6 separate regions of the Mus musculus genome follow, and all the other regions are linked to region 1. A link is a contact called in public HiChIP or PLAC-seq and promoter capture Hi-C data. All regions are on one chromosome and are shown on one strand. Each heading gives the region's core, a stretch centred on a gene start, on an enhancer-like site or on the middle of the called end of the contact. The rest is flanking DNA. Distances are from core to core; before and after follow the strand shown.

Region 1 (3,131 bases), core at 315-2,814:
TTTCTTCTCAAATGGAAAGTCAAGACCACAAAAAGCTGTGCCACTTTCAATATTTAACTTCTAGCGCCTCTCTTTTTTCCATTGTCGTTTTTTGGGGAATATCATGCTTTTCTAGATCCTAGGAGTCTGCAGTAGTCACATGACCTTGGCTAAAGGCGATTATTACATGTGCCTGCAACTTCACACAACTATGGAGATACTGCTTAAAGTTTACCTGCTCCTAAATAAAACCTAGCCAGTTTGCTCTGAAATAACACTACCATTCACTTCAGAATGCCCTTCCATTTCTCACATATCTCCGCCGCACTGAACACTACAGAACAACTCAGTTCACAGCACAGGCCTCCTCACTTGCCTGCCTACCTACCTACCTACTCACTAGAATCTACCACCTGAATATCAAGAATCATGTGGATTTGCAACGCCCCCCTCCTCCAACCCCAACAGACTCAACCTCACCTTAGCGGTTAAGAGGAGTTTACAAGAGTATTAAAAGTAATAGAACGATCTCTTTTTCTGACTCCAAAAAGAACCAAAACTGAACGGAAATGAAAATGAAATGGAGAGTAGGAGACGTACCGCAGATTGAAACCTCGGTTGCTCTTCCTGGAATAAGAGAGAGAGAAAAATAGAAAATACAGAAGTTATTTTCACACTTCGAATTCAATAATAAGAAAGAAAATGCCGGCGGCGGAGGAAGCAGCGGGTGGGGAGTCAGTCTGACACCCCTCCCTCCCTCTTTCCCCTTCCACTCTCTCCAGCGAGATCCCGTAGCCTAGTTGGGGGGGGGGGGGGGGGGGGTTTCAGGCACTGCCCCTCCTTCTGGGATCCGAACCGGACAAGAGGGATCCGGAACACTGCCTGCTCTCCCTCGATCCCTCTAGGGCGTCAGAGCACTCCCAGCCCCTTCACCCCAAGGATCAACCGGTCACAGGAGGAGGGAGCTCATGGACCCAAAGAGCAAGAGCTGAGCGCTGGTCTCCTTGCCCAGGATCCGGAAGGATAATGGGATCCCCAGCCGGGCAGAGCGGAGAGGGAGGCCTCGACACCCTCCTCCACGGGAGAATGTGGGGGTCCCAGAGGCCGCGTGTCTGCTCCCACCTTCAGTCCCAGGAGGCCTCTCCGGACAGGACTGGAGGGGAGCGAGCCTGGAGCGCGACGCAGGCGGTCCCGGCCCCGGGGGGAGGGGGAGAAAAGGACGGAGGCGGCGGCGACCCGACCCCCTCCCGCCGTCGCCCGGCTGAGAACCCTTGCCGCTGTCCCCGCCTGACAACCCGAACGGAAAGGAAGAAGCCCCAGGACTCACGTCGCTCTCCACCTCGATGTCATCGTTATCGCTCATTTCCTACGGCCCAGGGAGCGGCCACTGCAGCGGCGGCCGGGGAGGGGAGGGGTGGAGGGAAGGGGGAAGTCACCGACAACAACAAGCCGAGTGCCCCCACGCACACACTCACTCACTCGCTCACTCACTCACACACACTCACGCACACACAACACGGGCGACAACCACCTCACTGCAGCACCGGATCAACGGCGGCACGCACGCCCGATCGGCCCCCTAACACGTGACCGGGCTCACCGCGCCGGGGTAGCTGAGACTTGTAGTCCTCGAGCGTCGGATGGGCGAGTGAGAGAGAGCCAGAGAAACTACAAATCCCATCAGGAACCGCACACAGGCTTCGCCAGACTCGCTTGTTGACAGAGCTCAGGGCGCCTGCGCCCCGGGTGTTGGCAGCGAGAAGTGGCGCGGTGCCTCCCGGGAGATGTAGTCCACAGACCGCGAGTTGTCAGGAGATTTTCCTCCCCAGGCGGCGGAGAGGCTGCTGGGAAGACAGGACACGTGGAGGGAGCTGGGCTCCTGGAGCCGGCCACAATTCCGAGCTCTGGGCGCCCGGCCCAAGGGATTGGGTGGAGGCTCGGGGGTTTGGGGGCGGGGGGAGAGAAACTGGCTGCCAAAATAACACTGTCTCTTCTTGGCTAGACTGCTTTTACATTGTCTCGTTTAATGCTTGAGTCGCTCCACTTGCGCCCTGGGGCGTAACCCTCCCGGGAAGGAATCACGCTGTGGCTGACCAGGGGGCGCGGTCGAGATGCCCACGCGGGCCCTCTGTTATCTGGGTTTAAGGTGTTAAGAGACATTACGGGACAAACTAAAGGACCGATTTCGCCGGGTGTCCTTCATCTCAAGAATCTTGCTTTCATTTGTCCGAGAGAACTGTCCTTGCTGGGCTTGAGTGTTTACAAAACCTCTCGTAGGTGCAAGTAAAACCTACCTTCTGTTTGTTGTAGCCGGAGCAGATTAGGGAGTGCCCCAGTTTATAGAGAACTTTAATTAACTGCAAAAAGAATCAAAACGGGAAAGTTGTGCAGCTCCCTGTCCAGTTAAGGTCATACATAATGCAACGAGGTATGAAGTGTAACTACATTGTCCCCACCCGCATTTAGCTAAGTATCTAATATGTGGCAGCCCAGGAATGGCATGATGTGTCCCCTCAAAGACTTCACAGCTTTGAAAGCAAAAACCGGACTACCCTGTCACCATTTTCAGTGTGCACCAGGTCCTCAATGAAACAACAAACAAACAAACAAACAAACAAACAGTAATAATAAGGTCATCTGAGAAATTAACCAGACTACCACTTTACAATTGATCTTCAAAATGAGTGCGGTCTTGAGTTTGATTTATGAGTTAATGTTTTTTGAGTAAAAAATCATTTAACCCCTGACTATTGAGTGCAGAAACTTGGTGGTGTAATACAATCTTTCTGACACCTAGCCCAGGCTGGCCTTAAATGTCCGTGTGGCCAAGCCTAGTGATGAGAACACAGTCATAAGCAGACACTGACTCGTAATAGAAGTCAAGGGCTGTAAGGGAGACAAAGATGGTAAGAGGGTTTTTTGTTTGTTTGTTTGGTTGGTTGGTTGGTTTTTCGAGACAGGGTTTCTCTGTGTAGCCCTGGCTGTCCTGGAACTCACTCTGTAGACCAGGCTGGCCTCATCTCTGCCTCCCAAGTGCTGGGATTAAAGGCATTTGCCACCACTGCCTGGATAAGATAGTAAGAGTTAACTGGATACCAGAAGTAGAGACAATGGATGATCACCGCAAACCCTCCTTATATATCTACCTGCAA
Region 2 (3,131 bases), core at 235-2,734, 890 kb after region 1:
AACCTCTTCCTCAAATTCCACGTCTTTACTCAGGAACTCTTCCTTCCAGCTCTCCTGTGTGAAACCACTAAAGAAAAGGAAAAGGGTGTGTGGTTTCCACACTGTCCAGGTGCCTGTCCTGTGATGTGTGTGTGTGTGTGTGTGTGTGTGTGTGTGTGTGTGTGTGTGTCTCCTTAGAGCTCACCTCCTGCCCTGGAAAGAGCCCCTGAAAAAGGGGAACAGCAAGTTGACAATATGAGAAGAAAGGATTTGCTAATGCTTGCTGAGCATCCAAAGTGTAACACTGGAGAGATGGCTGAGTGTGTGTTCCTCCGGTCTCAGAGGCAGAACACAGGATGCTCACATTGCCATTGCTTCCCTTTCCATATCCATCATAGCTGTCACTCTGACTCCTCCACCATCTTCCTCTATCTCATCTCAATCCTTTGAGGATCTTGGAACATTTTGAGAATTGTAAAATACCAAGATCGTCAGAATGATATAAATACAAATATACAATTAGATAACCCTCCCTATTTTTAATGTATTTTTAAGGGGGCTCCTATCTCCAGCCACTAGAATCTATAGACCAGGGTCTGTGGGTTCAAGGTTTAGAAACCCTGTTCCAGACAGGTCCTCCACTGCTAATACCTCTCAATAGCATCACCCTGGACAATTACTCCCTCTTCCCCTACTTCTTCCTGCCTTCCCCTACTAGCTGGCTTCAGTACATGATTGGGCCAGTTGACGTGACACCATGGACAGATCAGTAGTTGTTTTCTGGGTCTGCTGGAAACAGCTAAATTCCCTGAAGCAAACCCTTAGTTATTGATTTTCTCTACTTGAACATTTTCATGATAATCCCTGATTAAATCATAAAACACTGCATCCGCCATCTGCTGCTTCCATCTCTTGAGCCAAACCTCAATTTCTTTGGGGCCCTTGAACTCAGAGGCAAGAAGTTCTAGAGATATGCACTTCATTTTTTCACTCAGTTAAGCACCAATAGCCATTGAGCATCTAATGCCAGGCGCTGTACTTAGTATCAGAAATGTGGAAACAATAAAACAGACCTTATCCTAAGTTCGAGGTCTATTTTCTCCTTCAAAACTATTGTATAATTACTAAGAATAACTATATAAGTGAAAAGTCCAGCTCTAAATATGTTATATGTTTTGTCATTACATTTTAAGGAAACTCAGTGAGCTAAGCATTGATATTAGCCTTATTTTGCAAATAGGACCATTGGAAAGTCCAAGGAATTTATTCAAACTGGAGAGAGGTAAAGACAGGATATAACACTAGACAGTTTGATTAAAACACCTTTAGAATCAACATCTCTCCCTGGTTATAGTTACAAAGCAGAGTTAGAGCCTTTAGCACCACTGAAATGTGAACAGATGTCTCAGAAAAAAATCAGTTCAGCAATGTGCATGTATTTAAGTAACCCCGGGGGTATCTGTGGTTGCCAAGAGACTGAAAGTCAGCAGGAATGTAATCAGAAGGTATTGACGGCTTTGTTAACCAGGGAGGGACTGAGGATCCTGGCAAGAGGATGATGTAGATGAATAGGAATGTGAGACTCCGGATTGCTAGAATCAAGCTGGCAGTCGGGGAACAAAGGAGCCCCAAGTTATAAACACATGCTTTAAAATTATATACATACTTCTATTTATAACTTTGGTAGACACAGATTATTTTTGAGGTTAAAAAAAAATGAAGAATGTAAAAAGTAGGTACTAAGACGCCTGACTGGCATGAAGAAAATATTTTTTAAACTCTATTTCTCATATTGGTAACTTCCAAAAGCCTCTGTTCTACCAGAAACTCAGTAGAATACAGGACTGGGGGTGGAGGGGCATTGAGAGGGGCGGTTCCTCCAAAAGGACAATTCAGTGTTTTACAAAGAAGTCTAAGGGTTATATAATTTGAGTGACCGTCCTTAAAAAAAATTATTACTATCAAAGTTAGATCTTGGGTATTAGAAAGGGCCAGAAGCAAAAGGTGTACTAGCTTTACAGCATAATTGACTCTGCCCAAGTGGGTGGTGGAGTCAGAGTGGTGCTGCTAAGACGTGTGGCTAATATCTGGCTGTAGTGACAGCTCCGACTGAGAGAGCAACCTTTGCAGAATAGAGAAACTACTGGAAGGCATTTTGATAAAAAAGATGCAGAACAATGGTGGGGGCTGTTGTCAGGGAAGCTTTGAGCAATCCAAGTCTCTGAGAAAGACACCCAGAGTTAATCTGAACAAGAGACCAATATTTGCTTATTAGCCTGTCAGTGTTTAAAATTAAGCCAGCTAGTGTCTATAGTACCCATGTACAAACTACAAGAAGACACTTACATAGGCAGGCAAAACGGAAAGATGAATCCCATTTGGCTGTGTTGCTCCAACTCTCCAACCTAGGTGCCTGCACAGCCTGGTCAAGCATTGCGGCAAAGGAGAAAGAATTCCCATCTCTTTCTGGGAGATTTCACTTGCAGGAAGAAATGCGAGCCAGGGAAATGAAAGGTGGATGGGAACCCCAATCCATCCTCCCAGTGAGGCATCTCTATGCTGTTTGCAATCCTCTCTGTCCAAGAGGCAAGCCCTGCACCTAGAAGCTTGGCTATTTTATAGCCTCCCTAAAAGAACCTACAAACATAGTTCTTTGACTCAGAAACTCCACTTCTTAGAATCTGCCTTATGAAAACCAGCAGTGGGAAAGATAACAATATAGGTAAACAAAATCTGCCCATTGTATTTATAGTATAAACAGAAGAAAACAACAACAAAGCCATCTGTATGTCTAATAATAGAAAACTAATTCATGGACTCGTGGTTACACCTTGCAACAAAGTACTCTCTGTGGTCCTGCTACTTGGAGGCTGAAAGAAAAGAAGGAGCTCAAGTTCAAGGGCTGCCCAGACTACTAAGTGACCTCAAGACTACCCCGAGGAGCTCAGAGACCCTGCCTCAAAACAAAATGAAAAGAAATTTGGGTGGAGATCCAGGCTTCATATAGGTGCTTTCCTAGCAAGCTCAGGCCTGGGTTCAATCGTCAATATTAAAAAACAAAAACAAAAAACCGGCATTTAAAAAAATGCGCCCAGATGGTGGTATACATACCTGTAATCCCAGTGCTGAGGCTGAGGCTGAGGCAGAAGGAC
Region 3 (3,131 bases), core at 393-2,892, 820 kb after region 1:
TTTGTTTAGGCTTGCAGCTTGCAGGTGGAAGGTGAGGAGAAGGGGGCTGGTGGAGCACCTCACTTCGTCATGTATATCTGCCGGAGAGATGAAGACTAAATGGCTTTACCTACTTAGAGTGGCAGTTTATTGCCTGTTTAGCTTACAAGACAGCAATCCCCTCCCTGAAGGGGAGGGCAGCATATAAATGCAATTTACGTCTCTGGCAACTACCTACAGCCTTCCCTTAATGAATCAGTCAGACCATCATGGGCCTCCAAATTGGGTCCTCTGATCCTTTCAGCTTCCAGGTTCTTGCTTTCAAAGTTTATGACTGAATTGGAGACTATTTACAGCAAATGAGACATTTCTGTGAGCCTGGGGGAAGGGGCTCTGATAAACCAATGGTAGAGAATGGCAGAAGATGTATCTAGATGGCATTGGGGACGTGGGGATGGGGGACGAGAGCAATGCCAGGGATCAAACATACTGGACACAAGCTCTCCCAGCCCAGCTATATACCCTGTCCCTCCCCAGCAGGGTTTTTAAAGGCATATTTACATTGTCTTGATCTGTGTCTGGAAAAGGCATGGAGACAGCAGCCACTATTGGACTTAACAAATTATTTGTGTCGACGATGAAGTCCAAACCTACAGTAAACATTGACTACATTTGACCTGTTTTAAGCACGAGGAATTAAGATGGATCTAGGTTTCTGTGTTAGTCAAGGTTGGGGCAGAGATCAAAGAGTATGCTCAAAAGAAATGGCTGAAGATAATTAATGCAGGGGCTGTTTCTAAGCAGTGTTAATGGAAGGCAAAAGGGGTTATGGAAACCCTCGCCCATCTGAAAATCTCTAACACTCCCAGGCATCTGTGGGGAAAAGGGCTGTGTATTCAGGTGGCCCAGTGCTTCCCTGATTCTGAAAGACAAAGGAGCCACACTCTCTCACCAAGCCTTCCTGAGCCAGCCACACAGCTAGGTGCAGAGGAAGGCTCAAAGTTTCTGAGTGGCAAGCAGGAAAAACCCACCCGTGAACACAGAGGCTTGTTCAGAATCGTACATTCATTTGGATCAATATATTTATGCTGATCTATGGGCTTCATTGTCAATGCTCCTCTGGTTCCATGATGCAGTTGAACCCACATCAACAATACTAAACAAGCCAACGAAACCAGCCCTGTTAGCTCAGTACACGGCGGCGCTGGCGAGGCTGGAAGGGAGCTGTACTGAAGCGAATTGTTTGGTAATTCCTGGACTTCCCTTCTGAAGTCAGCTGTGCCTCTGGCCACTGGCCTCTTTTTGCCCCACCCCTCATGCAAAAGGAGCCAGGATTTTGAATTATTGATGAAATCAGACTAAATTTGGGGATTACATGTCTCCATCCCGCCTGTTGTTTGTCCAGTAAATAGCATTTCCTCTGTAAAACTGGAGCTTTCATCTCAGGAGTGTGGACCAGACTTAAACAGACATGGAAGCTTCCCTTGGAGAAAACCTTCTGTGATGCTGGAGCGCTTTGATCTGCGCGCTCTCGGCTGCCATGAAAACACAGAGGCCGCCAGGACACTTTCCCCTTGGCCCGATTCACTTCCCACTGTGGAGTACACAGAGAAACAGACTTTGCTCCTGGTCTTTTTCCTGGCTCAGCTACAGCCTCTCTCACTGGAATTTACTAATTTCTGAGCAGTTAAAATGTTCTCTTTGGTGAGACAGAATCCTTCCGGGGCCCTAGTGGAGACTGGCAGACCTGCTCAGACAGCGCCCTCTGCTGGACACTTCTGGGATCGCGCGTGCCTGGAGGGCCGGGCCAGTTCTGACCTGTCAAGGTGGCAGTCACAGCTGGGTTGTTGAGACACCTGAAATGTGTGTGCGACCTTTTTTTTTTTTTTTTGCCTAGAACACCTCAGTCCTTAATAACCAAGATGCACAAAGAAACCATAGAATTGAGGAAGACACCCCCCCCCGATTTGTCATAATAGAGATTTCTAAACAATGTGCAAAAATCCCTAGGGTATATAAGACTAATAAATTGGACTATGTTAACACCAAGAACATCTTTATGGCTGAAAAAAAAAACATAAAAACTTAAGAGACAAAGGGGCAAAATGCTTTCAATATAGGATCAGTATCTAGAATATATAAAGAATCTCTTTAATAAAAAGAAATGAAAAAATCTAATAGGAAAATATTGCAAAGATACAAAATGCCAGTTCACAGACAAAGAAGTACAAATAGCCCATAAATACACAGCAAACGTACTCAGTTTCATGGTCAAGCAGGAAAATGGACTCCCAAACCCTAGAAAACATCTACAAAAGCTAAGCCAGCTTATTTCCATATTCTGCTGTCAGGGATACAAGCTTTGTAGAGTGACTTGACAGCAGCTACTAAAATGTGAAGTGACTTACATGGCCGCCTAAACGGAGCTGGCTAAGTACATCGGCTCATCCAAAAACACAGATACAGAGCAACGTCTTTGTTTGCTTAGTGCAGTGCAGGGCGTGAAACCAGGGGCTCTATGCAAGCCACACCACCAGGGGCTCTATGCAAGCCACACCACCACCGTGCCACTGAGCTATGCTCCCAGACACTTTTTTTTTTTAAGATTTATTTATTGATTATATGTAAGTACACTGTAGCTGCCTTCAGACACTCCAGAAGAGGGAGTCAGATCTCGTTACAGATGGCTGTGAGCCACCATGTGGTTGCTGGGATTTGAACTCTGGACTCTTCGGTAAGAGCAGTCGGGTGCTCTTACCCACTGAGCCATCTCACCAGCCCGCTCCCAGACACTTAAGGTAGACTTTAAAATAATGTATTATGTGTACTGACAGGTAAAGAACTCAGAAACTACTACTGACTGAGCAAAGACGATGAAGCCACGGAGTGACACATGCTATCATGACATATGTAAAAAGCCTAACCATACAACACAGTGTGTTTCTCTACAGGTAAGGTAACATACATGTTTAATGCATTGCAAAATGCATGAGGCTCATTTAACTGATAGGGAGAGCTACCTCTGGAATAAAAATGAGAATAGAAATGACAGATGTCTGTCTTCTCTGTAATGTTGATTTTTTAAAGAGGATGCCTTCATAGATTACTTGAAATGACTAAAAGCTACTTTTAAAAGAAGAAACTTTTTTGTT
Region 4 (3,131 bases), core at 283-2,782, 750 kb after region 1:
GAGTTGAGGAGGGAGTAGAGACAGAGAAAGTGAGTGAGAGAGAGAGAGAGAGAGAGAGAGAGAGAGAGAGAGGATGGGAATGGAGAGAGAAGGGAAAGAAGGGTAAGAGGGTAAGAGAGAGAGGAGGGGGCAAACAGCCCCCTTCATAGTGAGTCAGGCATACCTGGCTGTTGCCAGGTAACTGTAAGGTGGAGCCTAGAAGGGATGCTAGCAATCACAAGGATGCATCACCCGTCAGATGTAAACTGCTTATGCCTCTTTCATTTGGAGAGCCAGGATGAGAAATCCACTCCTACTTGAGTCCGAGGAAAAGAACAACAAAAAAGTCATGTGACAGCCCTCCCCTCTGGGACTTCTGCTTGGAAAGGGCCTGTGGCATGCCGTACCCACTCAAACTATTGGTCCAAAACAAATCATCACTGCCTGGCCCAGTGTCAATGAAGTAAAAGGTGTGACTCTTTTATGAAGAAGGGAGGAGGGTGGATAGGGGAAACAATCGTGCTGTCTTGTCAGGTTTGGGGACTTGAAGAATCTTGTGTCTGAGTGATGAATGAAGAAGCACAGTAATTGGCATAAACGGGTTGATTTTTTTTTCCTCTCACAGAAAGAGATGCCTATAACTTATCTCTTACAATCAGAGATAAACTTTCTCATGAGTCCCCAAAATGTTTAATACTGCAATATTAATGTTTGATAAATGTCTGTGAATGTACAAGGGCATTCTGACTCTTAAGGTGAGAGTTTTAGGAGGTGGGCTGTGTGGGAGATGATCAGGTCATGGAAGAAGTCACTTCTGACATGGCATGCGTACCCTTATGAAGGGAAGGTTAGAAAACATTGTCATCCTGTTCCCTTGCGAGTCATCAGCGAACTAGAAGTTCCTTGTCAGAGCCTGCCTACCCCTCTCTTATCTCAGCCTTCAGTGTTCAGAACCACCATAAATATGCTTAGTGTTAATAAGTCACTCCATCTGCAGTACTTCCTTGTTGTAAACCAAACCGACGGAGAAAGACTACGCTGTGCAAGTATAATTTTCTCAGAGACTTGGGGTCATAACTTTGACCATTAACCCTGGCATTGTTGTGGTGTAGAGATATTCCTAGATGTTCCTAGAGGGCTACTCGACTCTTTTTTAAAATGGTCCCAGGGCCATTTTGCTTTTGGAGCTCAAGGCTTTATTCTATAATTTTTCTGTTCATTCCCCCAAGTACCAGGCTCAGGGTTGCTTTATCTTGATAACCAGAGTGAGTCTTCTTTAGCCCTTACATCACCTAGAAGCTCATTAGAAATTCAGAGTCTGGCCCCATCCCAGGCCTTCTCAATCAGGCTTTGCATTTTAATATGTCTCCTAGGTGTTAAATATGCACATTAATGTTGGAGAAGCAGCCCAGAGTTTCCCCACCTGGAGGGCATATTGGTATCACCAGGGAAACATTACGAATTCTGAGGCTGGACCCAGAGCCCCTCCTCCAGAGCCTGGCCTAATTGGTCCGGGGTCTGCAGAGGGCACTGGAGGTTGAAGAGCTCCCTCTGTGATTCTAATGTGCAGCCAGGGCTGAGAGACACAGCTGTCTGCTGGCTCTCTCTTGGCTGCATGGACTTGCAGGCTCAGTGATTAGGGAAGCAAGCTTATTTACAATTGTTCAATTGTGTTGCTGGCCATTAGCATCACTCCCAACAAGGCTGGGGGAGCCTGGAGTATTCAGAAGTAGCAATAACCGAAGTTTCTAAAGAACTTCTATGGGATGAGAATATTATCCTTGATCTTTATATATTCTGTTATCTAAGTTTAAATGGAAGAGACTGAACTTCAAAAATGTTGACCTTTCCCAATGTCTAATTAGTAGAGCTAGGATTTTGTTCACTGTATGTTCCTCTTAGAACATACTCTTAATATGTCCTTTAGTTTTGTGAAAGGGTAAGCTGGATCACTATGAAGACAAGTTCAGGATTCTACAGGTTGTATGGGGGAAAACTGAGCAATGCAAAGAAATTACATAGCTTTGAAGGTGAGGGTGAAGTTATGTGTGGGTTGAAGCATGTCTTACAGTCAACTTCTTAAAATTAGGCAAGATGTTAGCTATAGAGGTAAATACACCAGGAGCATCGTCTCATTTAATCTTCACTACAATCTTGAATACAGTGCTAACTGTTCTCATTTTATGGTAGTGGGGATGGAGGCTGGGATGTAAATTAGTGAATTAACAAAGAGTGGAGCAAGTCTGGAAATCTAGCTTCAAAGCTTGTACTAGTTTGTGACTTAATCTCTTAAAGAATTGTCCCACTAGCCCATCTAACTACTTGCTTCAAGTAAAGAAAGGTAAGATCAGATCTTCATCAACCTTCTATCTACAGAGGCATGTTGGGGCCAGCACACCTCACCTGCTAATTTTACCTTCTCATAGGTTGAGAGTGGGGAGTTTCTAGTAGTCAGGAAGTCTGGGTTTGGGGTGGTGGTGTTTAGTTTTAGGAACTCAACTTTCCAGAATTTGAAAACTTAACAGTTCTTAGAATATTCCAGAACCCCCTTCAGGGACAAGGAAATCACTAGTCCAATCCAGCAATAGTTGGTTCACTGGGCTATTTACAGGAAGAGGCCTGGGTACCTGTAAGAACACCTGAGAGTACAGACAGAAATACCTCTATGGGTTAGCAGCGATGGGGCAGTTGGGTGGTCAGCACAGGGTAACTGGTTATGAAGAAAGAAAGGGAGAAAAGGACGGAGGGTTGAAGCATGGGTTCTTCTGCCTCCTTATTCGGGAGTTCCTGTTTCAACCATCCATCTTGCCTCCCTGGCAGAAGTCATGAGGAGTGGCTGCTGTAGGAACAAGCTGATCTCAGATTAGACAGACTGAGGAGGAGGGACCACATTGCTAAAGTGGAAAAATTCTTTAACAAGATCTCCAGTTGATTTTCTCTCCCTCATAGAAACCTACAAATAAAAAGGTACTCATACTTTACTGTTGTGGGAAATATTAAAAATGATTATCAATATCCTGCTCTATGCCAGGCACTGGTGGGCCACATGGCACCAGCAGGGTGTTCTCATCTCAGCAGACTCTCTGGAAACATCTCCACCCAACTTGCTAAATTCTCTTGGTGGGTTGTTGTTACTCCAGCCCCATGCAATG
Region 5 (3,131 bases), core at 443-2,942, 580 kb after region 1:
AACAAAGGTGCTGGCTTTGACCGGGGGCCACAAACGTATACTTGGAAGGATACTGTGGGTCAATGGGAAGTGAGTCTTACTTTAGCTTCTTTCCCCTGAATTCTAACTTAGAAAACTAGCAAGATGTGTTAGTTCTCCTCAAATTAGGAAGGAGAGGGAAAGCGCTACCCACTGGAGCTTGTTCCTCTCCAGAGAATGGTTGAGTCGCCTCCAATGCTAAGATCCTTGCATTTGAGGTGAGTTTGTCCTGGGGCTCCCAAGCCGTGGAGGAAGCATGTTTATTGATTGAGTCGTGCATTTTACAAGGGGAGAAATGGATTGTCCTGACCCTGTTTTATGGTGTGGCTGTTTAGTACAGCAGAGAATACTGTTTTGAAGCACCAGCTGCAGGCAGCCTGCAGGTCTTCGGTCACTTCAGGTGAGCAGCAGGCATTTTGATTTTCTAGACGTGACAGCACAAATGATGTGCAGCCCCCATCTTCTCTAACTCCTTGCTTCCAGCCCATCCCTGATTCAGGATGGGATCAGAGGACCATCCCATTTCTGGAGGGGAAACTCTCTTGCCTGCGTTCCTAGCCTGACCTTGCGGGTTGTTGTCGATGTCTGCCAGGCTGATTGATTACTCTTGCATTATTTGCCTGTGTACAACCAGAAATATCTAAGAGATAGAGTTCTTCTGTCCTCACCAATAGCTACCGGAAAGCCTCTGGGTGCCATGAAGTGGGCAAAGCCACCACAAGTCTGCACAATCGCCTGTGCACTTGGTATGTACATGGCTATTTATGGTTTGTATATGTGTCCTGTAACTCACTTGGCCATCCCACACCTACTGGGCACTAACCATATGCCAGGCACTGTGCTAGAAACTGCTGATAGGAAAATGGCTGAAAGGCACCCCAGTCTTAAAGCCCAGTGTGAAAAGAAAGACAGAGCCATAAACACACAGTAGTAGTGCAGTGTGATAAGGGCAAGAGGAGGAGGGAGTATGGCCAAAGACAATTAAATATTGTTCAATCTCAAATGGTATACCAGAAAAGGAATGGTAGTTTATTGAGTCTCATAGGACTCTAGAGGTGCTCTTTGGTTGTTAAGCCCTTAGAGCTGAGTCCTGGCCATGGGACTCAGCAGTGATTTTTCCTGGGGGGGGGGGGGGACTTACTTAAATTTGCCCTAGCAAACAACAACTTGCCAGAGAAGCTGCACTATCCAAGTCCAGCTTGGTGAACCAATAGGTTAATTGGGGTTACTTATAAGAATATGAGACAAGGAGTTACGTATAGGAGCATGGGTGATTATTACGAAAACTCCGTCCTTGGAATTCTCGGCACAACTTAGAGGCAGTCACACCACTGAGAAGGCTCTCTTCCCCAAACAGTTACCTCTTATTCAACATCAAAGAAAGGGCCTTTGTGAACCCTGTTTTGTGTTCTGTGAGCTGAGTCTTGCAAATTTCTTGAGCCTTCTGGGTTCTCCCCATCCATCCATAAAGGAACAATTCAATCCCAGTGATGAGGGAGGAGCAGCAAAGGGCAGTGGGTGCCAGGCGAGCAGGAACAAATGACAGCAAGGTCCCTTTGCCTAGAGTTCCTAGGCAGGTCTGAGGTTCTTGGGCTGCCTGGACCACAGAGTCCTCCGTTCTTCATAGGAAGTGATGAACCACAATCAACAACTGCAGCTGTCAACAGACTTAGCCTGCAAAGCGGCTAAGGAGTTGACTGTCATGTCTGGCCAACTTTGTCCCCTCTCTAGTTCCTTGTTTATGCTCAAGGACACCAAGTACTTTCTATCTGTGAAGGTACTTCCTGTCTTTCTGTAGGGGGTGCCTCTCCCTGGAGGCCGTACTTGGTCTACAGTCCTGATGAGTTTCAGACAAATAGGGCCGCATCTTGATTCATACCACTTAGAGCTAAAACATCTTCCAACAAACGGGAATTGCTGCTGTAGGGAGCTTCAGACAATGTTCTTTTCATTAATTAAAATGACAGGGAGCTATTCAGCCCTCAGCTCAGAACTGTCTCTAAAAGATGATTAGGTATTCAGGGTTGTCACACGATATGCCTCAAGGCACTCTGGGAAGTGGGGGGGGGGAGCTGGGAGTGAAGCAGAGCCTGTAAGCACTAAGAAAAGAGATAACCCTTTTAGAAGCTGGCATGGGCCAAGGTCAGATGCAATGTCATAGTGCTTAGTTGGTTCCTCTTAGGACGCCCTTCCCATTGTTACTTGGCCAAAGGAAAGGGGCAGTGACTAAGTGGAAAGCAAACCAGACCAGAAATTGGAAAGTTAGAAGTCTAGATTCAGCTCTGCTCTGTGTCAAAGGAATCACTTGCCTGGGTAAAGCCAATGCTGTGCCTTAGTTTCCTTGCCTGTGAAATGGGTTGGCCCACACTTGCAAGCTAAGAGGGCCACCCAGGATATTATGTATCTGAGAATCATTTCTTGGCTCACCTGTAAATGAGAATACATCCAATCTCTAGGCCATTTCCAGCCCCACAATCAACAAGCTATTGAAAGATGAAAATATTATGACCCCCAAATACTTGGTATTAGTATTATGCTTTTATTATTCTCCATGGTAACCTAAGTATTTTTATAAAATGCTTAATACTTCACTGTTTTCCACTGGCTGGTACTTAGCAGAAAGGAGCAAAGCAACCCAAAACCTGTGGCTGGTCAGAATGCCTTCTCTAGGGATCCGTGTCATGGCCACCTGCTTGAAAAGGAAGACTCTGTGGCCAAGTAAATCCCAAAGGACATTGCCATCATGTCCCTCTATCCAGTGACGAACGCTCATTCAACTTGAAGATGAATATTTTACCTCAGGGTTAGATGTTACAGGGAAGAAAAGCAATGGTGCTTTAAGTCAGATCAAAAATTTAAAACCCTCTGTTTGTGGATGGTACAAAAGAGAGGTAAGACATGGTCCCTTACATTCATGCCAACTAGGCAGGGCCCATGAACAGGAAGTACCCACCAGGGATGGGTTAGACGAGTGTCTAATAGAAGCACATAAGATCTTAGGGGTACTCTGTGGTTGGGTGTTAGAACAATGGCAACAAGTAGCCTGTGATGTGGGAAAGAGATGTTGGGGGATCAAATGTATGATTTGACTCTCTGGGAAAACCTGTATTGAA
Region 6 (3,131 bases), core at 395-2,894, 560 kb before region 1:
CCTCTTCGCTGAATTTCCCCAGAGCTGGGTATATAAGCACAGACTATCACATATGGTCTGATATTTTCTTTAATCCTTTCCTATTTCAAGTTTTTCTTCAGTTTCTTTCATGGAAAATAGAGAACTGCAGTTGCCAATGGCAAACGTGGTTTTGAAACTGTAAATTACATATAGGAATAGAAAGAATCTTTAAAACTTTCCCGATTAAGTTTTGTAGAACTCTGAGCTGGAGAGATGGCTCCGAGGGTAAGCACACTTACTGCTTCACCAAAGGACCTGGGTTCAGTTCCCAGCATCTGTGTCAGGTGGCTCAGGACCAAATGTCACTCTAGCTCTAGGGTCTCTAATTCTGGCCTCTGCACCACATTGCATACACACACACAGATAATTTTTTTTTTAATCAAAAGCTCTTTTAAAGTTTTTTATTGAATTCTGTCAACATTACCTTTTAGACAACGAAAACTTTCATGTTTCTCATACTGTCTTCTCCATCACTGTCTCACACGACTTACTGGCCAGTTTCAGAGGGGTGCTTCTTTCCTGGAGCTTCGAAGACAAAAACAAACAAACTAACAAACACCCCAAAGCACAAAAAGTTGCTTAACATATCCAGATTCTAATCTTCAATTCTGAACTCTTCTGCCCTCCTCGTCGCCCACATTCCACCACCTCAACCTCGATAAAGAATGCTTTTCTTACTCTCCTTTGCAGGAGTTAGGCATGTCACCTCCTCAGGGATGCTTTGATGTTTTCCCCTCAGGCTCTGTGTGCCCCTCCCTGCCCTCTGTTGTCACCGGACTGGCTTACCCCCTTATCACACGACTTAGGCCCGTTTCCCTTGTTCTTTTCATCTCATATTGGGCACCTGTCAAAGTTTTACAGCGACGACTGTCCTCAGCTTCCCATCCGTAAGGCGAGGCGGTCGTTCTACATTACAGGTCTCCGTTTTCCTGTAGGGAGTCCTTTTACAGGAGCCAGCTTCTGCCCACCCCCTTGTTCCAGAGAATACTTTCCAAAATTATTCTCAGATTCCGGCTAAACAAGTGCCAAAGACTCTTTTTCATCTACTTCCTCTCACAAGTCTGTGCTGCCAACCTATTCTTCTCATTCAACCGAACTCCGCGCAAAAGGACTAATTCCTTAACAAGATCACGCGTGCGGGGACGGGAGTCAGAGGGGTGACACTGGCTTATTACGCAGTGCCACCAAGAAGTCAAAACCGCCCATTAGGGCGCCTGAAAGAAAATAAACTAGGAAAGCCGAGGGAGAAAGTTGGGCGGAGGCGGCTCGCGAGCCGTAGCCGCTCGCGCTGCGCGGGAAGCCACCCGCCTCCCGGGTAAGCACCCCGCATCCTTCCCCGGTCGCGCACTTTCTGAGACGCGCTGGGAAGGGGGAGGGGTACTGACTCGTACCCGCCCAACTTCGCAGTCCCCGCCCTGGAACCGCCCCTCACCCAGCCCCAGTCCCCGCTACAGGAACAGCAGGGGCAGGGAAGGCGAGAACCGATCCCAGCCGTTCTGTATTCGATGCAACCGCCCTAGAAGGAATTCGGGCCCCGGGAGCCGAGTCAGTGGCGGCACCCGACACCGAACGGTACAGAAACCCTTTCGGAGGCCAGCGCCCCTTCCGTGCTGCCTCCGCGCGCCCCGCCCCGCGCCTCCCTGCCACACGCTTCGGATTCTGCGCTGCTCATTGGGCATCTGCCCCGCCAATCTGAAAGATGTTAGCGAATCACGCTTTAGAAAAGGCAAAGAGAACGGGAAAGGGGGCTTTCACACTGGCTCCCCTGGCGCGAGCTTAACGCCCCCAAAGCGGCTGGAGGCACTGGGCGGGGCTTCATTTGCATAACGGCCGCCCCTTGGTCTCCCTGCCCAAGGCTGGCGTCAAGCGCCTCACCCAACTAGATATCAGTTGGACCACCGGCTGGTCACTCCGACCAGGCAAGCCTGTGGGAGCGCCGGACGGGTTGGAGCGGGCGGGCCCGGGGACCGATTGGCTCTGAGAGTTTCCAGCAGGCAGGGAGGAGGGGACTATAAGAACCAGAAGCCCCGTAGAGGTCTCCGGGAGACGCTAGTCGCGCTCGTGGAGAGTTGTGAGAAGCGACCGTTGGCTCAGGTCCCGGCTTGCGCTTGCCTCTCCTGACGCTTTCGTCCTAACGTTGCTTTGCCTGTTTTTTCAGTCAGGATGTCTGCCCGCGGCCCGGCTATCGGCATCGACCTGGGCACCACTTACTCGTGCGTGGGGGTATTCCAACATGGCAAGGTGGAGATCATCGCCAACGACCAGGGTAACCGCACCACCCCCAGCTACGTGGCCTTCACTGACACCGAGCGTCTCATCGGCGACGCCGCCAAGAACCAAGTGGCCATGAACCCCACAAACACCATCTTCGACGCCAAGCGGCTGATCGGACGGAAGTTCGAGGACGCCACAGTGCAGTCCGATATGAAGCACTGGCCGTTCCGAGTGGTGAGCGAAGGTGGGAAGCCCAAAGTGCAGGTGGAATATAAAGGGGAGATGAAGACCTTCTTCCCTGAGGAGATTTCTTCCATGGTCCTCACTAAGATGAAGGAGATCGCCGAAGCCTACCTGGGGGGCAAGGTGCAGAGCGCAGTCATCACTGTTCCTGCCTATTTCAACGACTCGCAGCGCCAGGCCACCAAGGATGCGGGCACCATCACCGGCCTCAACGTGTTGCGCATCATCAATGAGCCCACAGCAGCGGCCATCGCCTACGGCCTGGATAAGAAGGGCTGTGCGGGCGGCGAGAAGAACGTGCTCATCTTTGACCTGGGCGGGGGCACCTTCGATGTGTCCATCCTGACCATCGAGGATGGCATCTTTGAGGTGAAGTCCACGGCCGGCGATACCCACCTGGGTGGCGAAGACTTCGACAACCGTATGGTCAGCCACCTGGCGGAGGAGTTCAAGCGCAAACACAAGAAGGACATTGGGCCCAACAAGCGCGCTGTGCGCCGGCTGCGCACCGCCTGCGAGCGCGCTAAGCGCACCCTGAGCTCGTCCACGCAGGCCAGCATAGAGATCGACTCGCTCTACGAGGGCGTGGATTTCTACACGTCCATCACCCGCGCCCGCTTCGAGGAGCTCAACGCCGATCTCTTCCGAGGGAC

What was found. Promoter capture Hi-C pulls out the DNA fragments that hold promoters and counts their contacts. HiChIP or PLAC-seq counts read pairs in DNA pulled down with a chosen protein or histone mark. Capture Hi-C pulls out chosen DNA fragments and counts their contacts.
Region 2: a contact with region 1 is called in a promoter capture Hi-C map of second pharyngeal arch cranial neural crest, with 4 times the contacts expected there. The contact joins the enhancer-like site here to the promoter of Max in region 1. A contact is called at or near these places in 5 of 39 promoter capture datasets (the 3T3-L1 cell line, hippocampal neurons, liver and 1 more), 8 of 115 datasets of contacts at active chromatin or transcription factors (the 230-238 cell line, differentiating embryonic stem cells, embryonic limb bud and 5 more) and 1 of 9 other capture datasets (pancreatic islet).
Region 3: a promoter capture Hi-C map of embryonic stem cells shows a contact between it and region 1, with 4 times the contacts expected there. The contact joins the enhancer-like site here to the promoter of Max in region 1. A contact is called at or near these places in 13 of 39 promoter capture datasets (the 3T3-L1 cell line, 3T3-L1-derived adipocytes, the C10 cell line and 8 more), 2 of 15 datasets of contacts at CTCF or cohesin (embryonic stem cells and pro-B cells), 1 of 484 Hi-C or Micro-C datasets (embryonic stem cells), 13 of 115 datasets of contacts at active chromatin or transcription factors (the 230-238 cell line, the NIH/3T3 cell line, astrocytes and 9 more) and 1 of 9 other capture datasets (adipose tissue).
Region 4: an H3K27ac HiChIP or PLAC-seq map of differentiating embryonic stem cells shows a contact between it and region 1, with 3 times the contacts expected there. The contact joins the enhancer-like site here to the promoter of Max in region 1. A contact is called at or near these places in 2 of 39 promoter capture datasets (the C10 cell line and liver) and 6 of 115 datasets of contacts at active chromatin or transcription factors (bone marrow-derived macrophages, differentiating embryonic stem cells, embryonic forebrain and 3 more).
Region 5: a contact with region 1 is called in an H3K4me3 HiChIP or PLAC-seq map of pro-B cells, with 4 times the contacts expected there. The contact joins the enhancer-like site here to the promoter of Max in region 1. A contact is called at or near these places in 4 of 39 promoter capture datasets (the C10 cell line, embryonic stem cells and pre-B cells), 4 of 115 datasets of contacts at active chromatin or transcription factors (bone marrow-derived macrophages, large pre-B cells, memory CD8 T cells and 1 more) and 2 of 9 other capture datasets (adipose tissue and liver).
Region 6: a promoter capture Hi-C map of liver shows a contact between it and region 1, with 2.6 times the contacts expected there. The contact joins the promoter of 4930426I24Rik here to the promoter of Max in region 1. A contact is called at or near these places in 1 of 39 promoter capture datasets (neutrophils), 3 of 484 Hi-C or Micro-C datasets (embryonic stem cells, erythroblasts and regulatory T cells), 2 of 115 datasets of contacts at active chromatin or transcription factors (embryonic stem cells and memory CD8 T cells) and 2 of 9 other capture datasets (adipose tissue and liver).

What each region holds. Positions count from the first base shown.
Region 1 is chr12:76,960,684-76,963,814 of GRCm38.p6, forward strand. Max (Max protein) reads right to left here and starts at 1,565. Exons shown (of 4, transcript NM_001146176.1): 1 at 1,307-1,565. The coding sequence starts at 1,342.
Region 2 is chr12:77,851,342-77,854,472 of GRCm38.p6, forward strand. No RefSeq gene overlaps it. Among named protein-coding and RNA genes, the nearest start is that of Gm24070, 38 kb to the left of the region's middle. Within about 2 kb of position 1,485, at least 38 of the 459 cell types and tissues checked have an H3K27ac peak or open chromatin away from gene starts, as enhancers often do. A contact at or near this core is called in neural tube and second pharyngeal arch cranial neural crest, where this site is marked.
Region 3 is chr12:77,779,834-77,782,964 of GRCm38.p6, forward strand. Gm35440 (a long non-coding RNA gene) reads left to right here. Exons shown (of 4, transcript XR_381711.3): 2 at 2,814-2,930. Among named protein-coding and RNA genes, the nearest start is that of Gm35488, 31 kb to the right of the region's middle. Within about 2 kb of position 1,643, at least 49 of the 459 cell types and tissues checked have an H3K27ac peak or open chromatin away from gene starts, as enhancers often do. A contact at or near this core is called in adipose tissue, astrocytes, embryonic stem cells and 2 more, where this site is marked.
Region 4 is chr12:77,714,764-77,717,894 of GRCm38.p6, forward strand. No RefSeq gene overlaps it. Among named protein-coding and RNA genes, the nearest start is that of Gm35440, 34 kb to the right of the region's middle. Within about 2 kb of position 1,533, at least 11 of the 459 cell types and tissues checked have an H3K27ac peak or open chromatin away from gene starts, as enhancers often do. A contact at or near this core is called in differentiating embryonic stem cells, where this site is marked.
Region 5 is chr12:77,535,604-77,538,734 of GRCm38.p6, forward strand. No RefSeq gene overlaps it. Among named protein-coding and RNA genes, the nearest start is that of Gm35240, 17 kb to the right of the region's middle. Within about 2 kb of position 1,693, at least 57 of the 459 cell types and tissues checked have an H3K27ac peak or open chromatin away from gene starts, as enhancers often do. A contact at or near this core is called in memory CD8 T cells and pro-B cells, where this site is marked.
Region 6 is chr12:76,402,350-76,405,480 of GRCm38.p6, forward strand. 4930426I24Rik (RIKEN cDNA 4930426I24 gene) reads right to left here and starts at 1,645. Exons shown (of 4, transcript NR_166810.1): 1 at 808-1,645; 2 at 446-546. Hspa2 (heat shock protein 2) reads left to right here and starts at 1,827. Exons shown (of 2, transcript NM_001002012.1): 1 at 1,827-1,940; 2 at 2,180-3,131. The coding sequence starts at 2,185.